Regions from separate parts of the Mus musculus genome. Here all the other regions are linked to region 3. The links are chromatin contacts, called in public Hi-C and HiChIP or PLAC-seq maps. All regions are on one chromosome and are shown on one strand. The core of a region is the stretch at or near the end of the contact, and the rest is flanking DNA. Distances in the headings are between cores, read along the strand shown.

Region 1 (2,700 bases), core at 85-2,584, 130 kb before region 3:
TCAGTGTCTGTCTGTGGCCTCCATGTGGACATGCACATACCTGAACCTGTATGTACACATGCACACACACAAGTTCAATCAATGTACATGTACACACACACACACATACACACACACACATGTCTGAGCACATCACCTTAAAGGAGGAAAGGTTTATCTTGCCTTATGGTTCCTGAGGCCTCAGTGCATCGTGGCTGGGACAGTGTTAGTCATCCCAGCAGAGGGGAACCAGAAAGGAAGAGAAAGCCTGAGCTAGTAGGCTTGACCTTCCTGTACCGTATTCGGTACAGATCCCTGCCTATGGGATGATGTCACGTACACGCAGAATGTCTCTCCCTGCCTTAATCAATGCTCGCTGGAAACACCCCCGTAGAGATATACCATATTAATGTAGGCACTGCTCAATCCAACCAAACTGATGAGATTAAGTGGCACAGCCACTTCATGCGGCATGCAGTAATGGATGGATGGGTGTTACTACTCTCCCCCTTTACAGGTGCAGAAACTGAGGCTCAAGGAACACCAAATTCATTAGGCCAAAAAAAAAAAAAAAATTAAGAAAAAGAAAAGAAAAGAAAAAGAAAAAAAAAAAAGGAACCAGCTTTCAGTGGGATGGACGACAGACAGATCCTAAGAAAAAGAAACCCGACGAGCCCTGAGACAGACGGCAGGCTTCTGGGCATAAGTCATAGTTACATGTGTACCAGAGGTAGGAGTCAGTCAAGCAGGGGAGTACACTCCAGCAGCCTTGCAGATGAAGGCAAGAGGGCCTTCTGATGCCTAGAGGCAGAGAGAGCTCAGGGAGACGAGCAGTGTGGGGTGAAGTCTGCTGCGTGTAGAGACATGGCTGTATCAAGTTGCTGTCGGCCATGGACTGCAGCTGGGGAAAGGAACTCAACAAAGGACGGATGTGAAGAGAGGAGAACGGGTTGTTACGGTAACGGATCTCAGGGCTTGTTCTCATGCTGCATTTTGCTTCAGTCCAAGGTTGTTCACGGGACACTGCCTGAGTGGTCAAGATGCCAGCCTTCGGGAAGCTTCCAGCTCCCTTAGTTCCAATTCATTAACATGTTAGTTTATTTCTTGCTGCCTCTTGGGCGCTGTGCTCCAGCAAGTACCGGTTGCACGTGTACATTTATCACTAGCTGGGCTCAGGGTGCCCAACACCCCCCTTCCCCCTCCCTGCTTCCCCAGAGACTCCCCAGCTAGCCACCGCTTTACCAAATGTGACTTCTCGCTAGTCCTAAGTAGTGAGTGCTCCTCCTCTGTTAATGTGAGGCCAAGGAAGAAGCAGGGGCCAAACAGAAAGCAAGGCTTTGTCAAGGGTCTCAAAAGAATGGAACAAGGAAATTATGTAACCAGACGAGTGAGGGGCGGAGTAACCCCGTGTCAGCCAGAGGTGTTCTCAGGACCTGGCTTGTTACTGGCTGGAGTCTGTGTTTCCTCACAGTTGCTTGGTTTCCAAGCCTTCCCACAGGGATGGAAGGCTTTGCTCGCTCTCTGTGTGTTTTCAAGAGGCTAACTGGAAAGCCCTCCTACTCCCTCGGGTCAGCAACAAGAAAGTGGCATACAGCCGTCAGCCCGGGGAATGGCAACAGTCTGTCCCCGTCCATGGTCTGTGTCTGTGTTCTGTGTATTTCCATTGGCTGTTCTTTCAGAGGATGCTCGGCATGCACACGGTAGCTCACACAAGTCTGTAACTCCATCCCGGGGCTTGCAACCCCCTCTTCTGGCTTCTGTGGGTCCCGGGCACACATGTGGTGCACAGACAAGACATGCAGGCGAAGCTCCTGGGCACATAAAAGGGGGAGAGGAGATCTGAGATTTGCTCTGAAGTATATTAATATATTTACAGAAAGCATGGGTTTGAGAAATGAATGGCAGACACACAGCATTCCATTCCCTTCCCTCTGCTTCTTTAAAACCATCTTAACATCTTTTTATAGTTTGTTGCTGTTGTTTGTCGAGACAGAGTATCACATGGTCCAAGCCAGGCTTTCGCTCACTGGGTAGCTAAAGCTGTTCCTAACGTCAATACTCAAGGCCATTGCAGATGTTGGGAAGTACTCTGGAGAAAGCTACAGGGAGCCAGACACACAGCAGTCAGGAAAGTTGGTGACTGGAGAAGACCCCTCTGGAAGGCCCTGTTGGAACAGCCATGAAGGACCAGCAAGAACCTTAACAGGCACAGAGAGAGATGGCTTTCTAGGCAGGGGGCTCTAGGGACAGGGTATACCTTGGTTAGATGGAAGCCCAAGTGTCCAGTATTTAGAGGGGGTCTTGGTGGCTGTCTTTCCTCCTTTCCTCTCTTCTTCCTCTCCATCCCTTTAAAATTCTTCCCAGAGATCAGCTTGTCTCTCTGGGGTCCATTTTCCATTGGTTTGGGTTTAGGTGTTCTCCCAGATTGCACTGATGTTCTGTGTGGATTTTTGTTTGAGGGATCTTCTGTGGAAACCAGGCTAGGCTACAGGGCTACAAAAAAATAATAAAATAAAATAAAATAAAACCCAAAAAACAATGTGTGCAAATTAGAGAGGGATGCCTTGGTAGGCAGGGCTCCATTGTTTAGAAAGGAATGAGAATATGGAAGTTGGCTGTCTGTCCCGCAAAAGCCACATCCTGACTCATCTGTCACAAGTCGAGCCAGCAAACTAGTTGTAAAAGGAACCAAAGAAACAGAAACAAGAAATAAATCATAAC
Region 2 (2,700 bases), core at 68-2,567, 200 kb before region 3:
CCGATTCTGCTTTCGGGAATTTATCCTGCAGATATGCTTATAGCTTACCTGAAATAGCAACATACCAAGAGCTAACTGGACACTCACCTATAGGAACTGATCGAATAATAGATTATCCACAAACAGTATGACTTAGCCTTTTAAAAATTCCCGGCAGCTGCCGGCATAGCCTCTCCAGAGGCAGGAAACAGGAGAGGTTTGCTGGTTTGGTGGCTAAGTGCTTGCCAAGAGCCTGTGAAGCTTTGGTGTTGATGCCAGCCAGCACTATAAAAATGTGTGAATCTGGGGAGGTGTGAAGAAAAAATTTTTTTAGCATAGTAGTATTTACTAGCTTTAAAAGACTAGCAAGGCTGGGCGTGGTGTCACATGCCTTTAATCCCAGCACTTGGGAGGCAGCGGCAGGCGGATTTCTGAGTTCCAGGATAGCCAGGGCTATACAGGGAAACCCTGTCTCGAAAAACTAAAAAACAAACAAACAAAAGACTAGCAAGTTTGTGTATGCACACACACCCATACATGCATATTGTGTCCCGTGTACGTATAGGATGCGCTTGTGCCCTGTGTAACTATAGGTTATCTGTCAATGGTGAGTGTCACTGAGGAGTCTGGCTGAGGGACTGAGGGGGGTGCTGGGACATTGATTTTTACTTCATATTATTTTGTAGCTTATGAATCTGGTGCACACGCATGAATCAATCCATGCGGAATTAAACTGAAAATCTTTTTTAAAGAGCTAAAACGAGTGAAATCACTCTAACGTCTAGCACGAGAAAATTTACTCAATTGCTTGAAATCGACCTGAATCATTTTTCAATCACAGGTGAGGCTGCCCTGCCCTAAGAAATATACATAGTTGTTTCCCCTTCGTGGGGGTGTTTTGACAGAATAACAGTTCTCTGTCAGCCTTTGATCGTCTTTCGTGGTGGAACGCCCCTCTCCCAGGGCAGAGTTTCAAGTTTTTCTGCTGCTATCTTTCCTTCTGATTTTCAGACAGCCCACCTGCAAGTTAACTTGACCAATGCACAAACATGAAAGTTCCGGGGGTTGGGGGGCTGTGCTGCTGGTGACTGCTACTATGCGCAGTGACTGCTACTCTGCGCAGTCCGGCCCTTTATTTTTCTGTTTCTTACCCACTAAGTGCAGAGATATCTGGAGTATGTTCCCCAGTGGTCACTCCCTGCTGATGACGTCCACGGTATGCGCACACAGGCCTCTGTGGTCTGCTGTGGTGTTTCCACCTGGGAGATTCTTGGCAGCTTGCTGAGAAGTTCTTGGTCCCTACTCTGACTTGAACGTCCAGCCACTTCCGTATTGGGCTTAGAAGGGCAGCACTGCCTCTCAGGATGGGAAGTGCTTGGAGGTGGCGGGGCGGGGCGGGGCGGGGCAGGGGGGGCGGGGAGAAGGATGCCTGGTCCTGGAGGCAGACAGGACTGGTTGAAGATGAAGAGATAGATACCAGTACCACTTCTCTCCGGTTTCTGGCTTCACCCTTCAAGCCTCACCCATTGTGGCTTAATATTCGGTCAAAAAGGATGTTTGGCCATTCCATGTTGAGGCTTCAGCAGGCACTGCATGCTTCTGTCTGTCCTTTTGCCTGCCCGCCATTGCCGTGAGAAAACAGTCTCAAAGGAAAGCTGCCATGACCCAGGATTTCCTGGCCAAGATCTCTAAATCCAACAGTCAATCAGCTGACACCAGACTGGTGGTCACGTGAGGGTGTGAGTAACCCCAGCCAAGGCCAGCAGAGACCCCCTAACTGACCACCCAGACCCCTGTGCGTTTGCTGTCGGGGCACTAGTGAGGTTCTCTGATCGCTTTCTCTGCAGCATCACTGTGGAAAACAGGTAGCAGACACATGCCGAAATGTTCAGAAACCGCAGGAGGTGGCGCACGCCTTTAATCCCAGCACTTGGGAGGCAGAGGCAGAGGCAGGTGAATTTCTGAGTTCAAGGTCAGCCTGGGCTGCAGAGTGAGTTCCAGGACAGCCAGGGCTACACAGAGAAACCCTGTCTCGAAACAAAAAACACAAAACAAAACAAAAAAAAAGAGTTTTCTTACTTTTTTAGTAGGACACCATTTGACGACACAAAGTGGTTTCTGGTCAAAAGAAAGAAAAACAAGCAAGCAAGCAAGGCCCAAGTTCAACACAACAGATCAGCCAGGGCTATGTAGCAGAGTGAGGAGAGTACCATGGAGTTGGTGAGGTGGTTCCTACAACAGAAGAGGAAATGGAAAAGTCCAGGCAAAGATTGCAAAATAGAAAATGAAAGTCAGGGAGATATGTGGTCACATATATTAAATATGTGTATAAAGTCATCAAATGGTAAACATTATGAGTAACATCTGAATACCTAAATAAGCCTATGTAGCTCAAAAAGAAAAACAATAAAAGAACATAGCCGATAGTAGGAAGAAAACATTTGGCTTTTTAGTGATAATTCCATTACACGACAGTAAAGGGTAGCAAATGTAGATAATGCTCACAGAATTATCAGGGCCTCAGGCCACTTGTGGGTTTATTCATGAGGAGAGCTGTTGATCGGAGTATACACCAGGCACAGCCTGTTGACTGTGACAGGGAAGTGAGCTGTCCAGGAGGGTAGAAACATTGCAAAATCCATAGGACACCCCCACATCCAACATTTGAATGAAGGAACGTCACCTCACATTTCTTGCTGTTAGAATATTCAATCTTTTACA
Region 3 (2,700 bases), core at 8-2,507:
TCATGGCAATTTTGTGCTGAGAAAATTTTTCTTTCCATGAAAGTTGTCCCTATACACGCTACTAGGTAAAATATCCTTAACTTAATTAACAGTCCAGTACAGATGCACATCCTGTGTCATCCTAGGCAAACGGACAGGACATTCACTCATGGTTCTCCCATGGGGTAGCTGCTGCTTCGTGAGTATGATAGTAGAATATGAACATCTTACCACTGTAGCCAGCTGGAAGCCAAAATAGAATCCATGCCCTCTTCTGAGACAGGCTGCCCAAAGCTGTGAATTCCCTCATCAAGAACAAGTGGCTGAACAAATGCTTGGCACCCAGAGCCAGAATAAAAGCTAGGCAGAATGAATGAATAACTCTAGCTTTGGGAGTCAGGCACAGTTGTCGCGTGGCAGCTTGATCAAGCTACTCAAGGCTGTCGGAACCTTGGTGGTAGTAACTCCGTCAGTCACACGGTGAGATGCGAAGTGCCGGGCTCAGGACAGACACTCAGCTGACGTTAACTCCCTTTCCATATATAGCTTTGTTGTTAGCATCAGATATATTTTTTTTCCCAGATAATGGCAGAGCAGAGGATTCATTGTGTTGTTTAGATATCTTCTCTTTGCAGAGAAATAACGAGCTCTTGGCAAAAAAAAACCTTAGTGCTGGTAGAAATGGATACTGCAATTTGGTAGCTGCTGACTGACACGTGTTTGCCAAACAGCTATTCAGTCTTGAGCAAGCTCACCTAAAAGCGGGGAAAATGGGAGAATCCTGTAGTTTTATCCTCTTTGCCAGGTATTTATTTGGAAACAAATATCTTTGTAAAGTCCCAGCTTAATTTTTTTTTGTGTGAATAAAATGTTGACACGCTTTGGCTTAAGAGTTCAAACTATCCTATGTGAAACTTAAGTGTTAGTCGACACAAAGGTGTCAGACGCTTTCCAAAGGCTCATTGCTTTGATTTTTGATTTTTGGGTTTTTTTGGTTTTTGATTTTTAAGAAAATGTTGGTCTTTTTGTCACTGGAGTCTTTTGGGTTTTTTTTTTGTTTGTTTTTTGTTTTTTTTGTTTTTTTTTTCTTGCCCTGCAGGGAAGTCCTAGTAACAGGCTTCATGTCTGATTGGGTTCCATGGCAACAGAGGTTGTGACTTTATTAAAAGAGAGCCCGAGCATGCCAAGAAAGATAAAAATCAGAACATGGGAGATGTCCGAAGAGATGCATGTGTTCTGAGGGCCGTGTGCCCTGGAATGCAATCGGTTTCTCGTTCGCTGTCCTTGGTCTCCGTTAGCAATATGAGGCCCACAGCGTTGCCCCTGAGGTCACAGGGTTCAGGGCTCTCTCTTTGAAAACACATTTACATGTTTGCTTTTCATTCATTCACTGATCTTGCTTTTAATATCTTTTGATGTATTAGGAAAAATCCAAGCAGTTATGTGAAGAACCTAGGCAGGAAAGGATTCTGGTTTTTAAGGTAGGAGGAGAATATATGGCATCCCTTTTTGGAACTCATTACAGCTGTAAACTGTGCGATGGTGTGGGAGGGCCAATTAGAGGCAATTATAACCAGCTCGAGCTTTCCCTGAGTCAAAGCTTGCTCTGAGCTTTCCAAGCTGGGTCCTGGGAGGGTGGGGCGGAGCAGAGTGCTTCTCCTCCTTGTTTCTCAGTTAGAAAAGCTGATTCTGGTCTACAAGCGGAGCGTCTGTAGCAGGGCTTGCCATCCTTTCTCTCCCGACCACGACCACAAGAGGCTGGCAGTTGCCAGGACCAGAGCTGTTTGGCTCAAAGTGCTAACAGGAGCTGAGGAAACAACGGTGAGGTGGTTGAATCAGCCTGCGCTCCTGCCTTCTTGTTGCTTTCTTTCTCAAGGGTAATCAGTCAGGCCTTTCCCCTCATTCTGATACTGAAAGTGAAAGAAACCGAGGGGCCGGTCAAATCAGACAGGTCACCCTGTCTGTCATCCTCTAAGCCGGTGGGTGGCACGTTCTGACCTGCATCCGGAACTCAGACTTTGTTAGTCACGTACCCACAGCTGCCTCACGGTGAATCAGAAACTTCGCAGATACTTGGACTCTGATGATTAAACATAGCAGGCAGTATTGGTCTGTGAGCAAAGAATGAGCTCACCACGTTCTGGGCCCCCGAGCCATAGTTAATCAGACCTTGGGGAAATTATGTCACTCAGTCAGCCCTGGTTCCGTTCTTCACAATGAGCTCGACCTGAACAGATGCTTCTCAGACTTCCCTGTGTATAATATTACAGCCTGGGCTCCAGCCCAGGACACGGAACCTCCTAGAAATTCTGATTCACTGTCTCGGGTGGGGCAAGGAGGGTTAGAGGCCCCAGGTGATCTCATGAGTAGTTGTTCTGGAAATACCGCTTACCTGGCTCACTGATGGCAAACTAGTTGGAATCAAAACTGGAGGGAGAAGGGAAGCTGTCGGGTATAGATTCCCATTGATCAGGATTAGGCAATGGTGGCCAGGCTCAAAAACAGGGCCCCACTTTCCCAGCTCCCTTCTCGGCTCAAACATAGCTGTCTTCCCTGCCTGCCCCCCACATCTCTAAGGAACCAGAAGGGGCCGAAGTGATGAGAGGCCAGTTGGGTTTGTTCGTTCTCAGTGGCTCACATCCCGGGGCAGGGTAGCTCTGAACACTTACACATTCGTTCCTAGACTCTTGGCTCTCTGCAGTGTTGTCCCCTCAGATAGAA
Region 4 (2,740 bases), core at 5-2,504, 160 kb before region 3:
GCGCCCAAAAAGAGCGTCAGACCCCCTGCAGCTGGAGGTGCAGGCAAATAGCGAGCCATCTGATATAGGTATTTGTTGGGAACTGAACCTGGGTCCTCTGGAAGAGCAGCAAGCACTCTTTTTTTTTTTTTTCTATTACATATTTTCCTCAATTACATTTCCAACGCTATCCCAAAAGTCCCCCAGCAGCAAGCACTCTTAACTGCTGAGCCATCTGGCTAGTCCCATAAGTAGTCATTTTATTTTTAACTATTTGTATGCATATGTGTTTGTGCGTATGTATGTGTGAGTTCCTGCAAGTGTGTGCAGGTGCCTGTGGTGGCCAGTAGAGGGCATATGATCCCCTGGAACTGGAATTTACAGGCAGTTATGAGCCCAAGTACTAGGAACCAAACTCAGGTCCTCTGCAAGAACAGTGTATCAGTCCTGCCCCACATTTACACAGAAGTTAGTAAAGCCAACCTAAGTGATTTCTTCTTTAGAGATACAGACATGTGTGGGGAAAAGTGTAAAGAAAAAGAAAGCTTAGGTTAATTTAGAATTCTTGGGCAGTGGGAAGGGCTGGAGGCTGGGAAGAAGTATGGCCCAAGGGTGGACTTTATTCTCTCTCTCTCTCTCTCTGATCTCAGGGCAAGGATTTTTTTTTCCTTTTGACCTTAAAGAAAGATGGATACATATTATAGACATCCTTTGGATTCTTTGGAAGGTTTAACAAGGAAAATATACAGAAAATAAGCCAAAACAATGTATCAAACTTTATCCTTATTATGCATGTGTGCTTTGGAGGTGATTCATTGCTGACTGTGCCGAGGAAGGTAGCCAGACTCTCCAGCTTTGAAGTGAAGTGCCAGGGAGGTGATTTTCTGCTTGGCAGCTTTAACTCTTTAATACGCTGGTTGTGACAAGTGGCTGCCTGGTTCTCTGCCTGCTGCTAGAATTGACACTGCTCTGGCAAGCGTGCCGGGCGTTCATTGAGCAAACATTTTCCTAATACCTCAGTATACGGTCTGTCTTGTTTCTCAAATGCTGTGAGGAACGTCCCAGTGTCACTTGCATTTCACAGTTAGGAAAAACAGAGACATCCAGGTTGACAGAGTCTGTCTACAGATTCTCACATCCCAGGCTGGGGCTCATTGCCATTGTCTGGGGTCAGTTCCCTGAAATGCTGCCTTCTGCCTGCCCTGCAGTGGTAGAGGCAGAGGCTCGGCCCTTCCAGTCTTTCCTAAGGCAACTTCCTTTTTGTCAGGCTCCACCTTCTTCAGTAGCCTGCACATTCCTGTGGTGTAGTCACCATGACGCTCCCCCCACTGACCCTGCAGGACTCTTCAGGCCCTAGGCACAGTTGCTCAGGGACTGTCTGTTTTCTATGAGGCTGGTTTGTGTCTGGCTTTCTGAGTGTCTTTGACCTCACTGGTGGCTGTGAGGGAGCAGAGCTGAGCAGTCCCTGGTCATATGTGGATACCGCCTCAGTTGAAGTCAGCCTCAGTATGCTTAGCATAGGGAACAAGTACACACGTGTGTATAGAGCAAAAGAGAAAGGAGAAGTGTTGTAGATGGCGTCCCTGTGTCCCAGCAGGAAGACCTACTGTGTGCAGTGAGTGGTCTCCAGGTACAACACAGCTTTGGTGGGTTGTCACTTCCCCAAGGTCCCATCTCTTACTGTCTCTGGAGATGCTACTTCCAAGGCAGGCGATTATTTTACCAAGTCCAATACTTTCTGTCCTTGCTAATGAAGCCAGGCAGGCATCTCTTAAATATAAACCTTGCTCTAGTCCTGGGGACAGACATGAGTGCCTGAATGGTCCTAAAATGGAAGGGGAAGTCTGCTGAGGGATGCTGGGAGATTCTCATCCTTTAACAGAGGAGGGCTCTCAGTCTATGCTGCTTCCTGCTTTGAGTGCAGCGAGGCTCACATGCAGTGCTTGGGGCTGCTGCCGCCATTCCATAATGGTGAGAGCATTCCATAATGGTGAGGCCATTTCATAATGGTGAGGCGTGGGACAAAAAGAATTGGTGATGCTGGCCCACCCACATCTTACCATCACTGACCACCCCACCCCCACCCCCCAGACCCTCAGCATCTCCGAAACAGTCCATCTGAGATTTCATGTCTTGCAAAGAAGAGAGATTCCCAGTTACAGAATCCTATGCCTGCCATTGACTGTTAGCTACATTTTCTGTTATTTGCAACTGTAAAAACAAAATGACTAGGGGAGTTTAGCCTGGTCTGGCCTCTGCAGGTACTCAGATACACATAGCTCCAGACACATACATAATTTTTAAAAAGTCTTTAAAACCCCAGAACTAAGTAGATGGGGTGCAGCAGTTGTCTGTCTTGTCTGTGGTTTAATATTACCCCCCCCCAGGTTTTTCTGGGGCAGCTCAGATATGTGGGTGATGGGAAAGAGGACTGAAGGCTTTGGCCTGACTCTTTCTTCAGGATACTATACTATGTCAGGAGGCCATACAAGGAAGGGTGGGGTGCCTGAGTTAAGGAGTAGAAAGAAGTCGGCAGAGTCACCTTACAGTTTGAATTTATTCAGTTCTTGACTTATTCTCTTGCAGTGGGCTTGGTTATTGTAGGTCCCACATATTGAACAGATTCAACATGCATGGCTTAAGAACACTATTAGCGCTTACACCTTTGAGACCTTTGATGACCATGCCTTTGAACCGGAGCCCAGGGAATAGCGCTTTTTGACACAACGTTTCTGTAAAGAGTTATTATAGAGAGACAAAA

What was found. Hi-C and Micro-C count contacts between places; a contact is called where the count stands out from the background. HiChIP or PLAC-seq counts read pairs in DNA pulled down with a chosen protein or histone mark.
Region 1: a contact with region 3 is called in a Hi-C map of bone marrow-derived macrophages, with 42 read pairs. The contact joins two enhancer-like sites. A contact is called at or near these places in 1 of 15 datasets of contacts at CTCF or cohesin (CD8 T cells), 19 of 484 Hi-C or Micro-C datasets (CD4 T cells, CD8 T cells, the CH12 cell line and 12 more), 12 of 115 datasets of contacts at active chromatin or transcription factors (astrocytes, bone marrow-derived macrophages, cardiomyocytes and 8 more) and 6 of 9 other capture datasets (adipose tissue, bone marrow-derived macrophages, embryonic stem cells and 3 more).
Region 2: an H3K4me3 HiChIP or PLAC-seq map of bone marrow-derived macrophages shows a contact between it and region 3, with 6 times the contacts expected there. The contact joins two enhancer-like sites. A contact is called at or near these places in 1 of 115 datasets of contacts at active chromatin or transcription factors (bone marrow-derived macrophages) and 1 of 9 other capture datasets (pancreatic islet).
Region 4: a Hi-C map of bone marrow-derived macrophages shows a contact between it and region 3, with 30 read pairs. The contact joins two enhancer-like sites. A contact is called at or near these places in 4 of 484 Hi-C or Micro-C datasets (bone marrow-derived macrophages, cerebral cortex and liver), 1 of 115 datasets of contacts at active chromatin or transcription factors (pancreatic cancer cells) and 2 of 9 other capture datasets (adipose tissue and liver).

What each region holds. Positions count from the first base shown.
Region 1 is chr10:94,415,232-94,417,931 of GRCm38.p6, forward strand. It overlaps Gm32827 (a long non-coding RNA gene), which reads right to left. Exons shown (of 4, transcript XR_871962.3): 4 at 1-2,700. It also overlaps a transcript of Tmcc3 not described here. Among named protein-coding and RNA genes, the nearest start is that of Gm32827, 9.9 kb to the right of the region's middle. Within about 2 kb of position 1,335, at least 83 of the 459 cell types and tissues checked have an H3K27ac peak or open chromatin away from gene starts, as enhancers often do. A contact at or near this core is called in adipose tissue, bone marrow-derived macrophages, cortical glia and 4 more, where this site is marked.
Region 2 is chr10:94,343,499-94,346,198 of GRCm38.p6, forward strand. It overlaps a transcript of Tmcc3 not described here. Among named protein-coding and RNA genes, the nearest start is that of Gm4792, 46 kb to the left of the region's middle. Within about 2 kb of position 1,318, at least 12 of the 459 cell types and tissues checked have an H3K27ac peak or open chromatin away from gene starts, as enhancers often do. A contact at or near this core is called in bone marrow-derived macrophages, where this site is marked.
Region 3 is chr10:94,543,769-94,546,468 of GRCm38.p6, forward strand. The region is part of intron 1 of Tmcc3 (transmembrane and coiled coil domains 3); the gene reads left to right. Among named protein-coding and RNA genes, the nearest start is that of Gm40743, 30 kb to the left of the region's middle. Within about 2 kb of position 1,258, at least 300 of the 459 cell types and tissues checked have an H3K27ac peak or open chromatin away from gene starts, as enhancers often do. A contact at or near this core is called in adipose tissue, bone marrow-derived macrophages, cortical glia and 5 more, where this site is marked.
Region 4 is chr10:94,379,952-94,382,691 of GRCm38.p6, forward strand. It overlaps a transcript of Tmcc3 not described here. Among named protein-coding and RNA genes, the nearest start is that of Gm32827, 45 kb to the right of the region's middle. Within about 2 kb of position 1,255, at least 66 of the 459 cell types and tissues checked have an H3K27ac peak or open chromatin away from gene starts, as enhancers often do. A contact at or near this core is called in bone marrow-derived macrophages and pancreatic cancer cells, where this site is marked.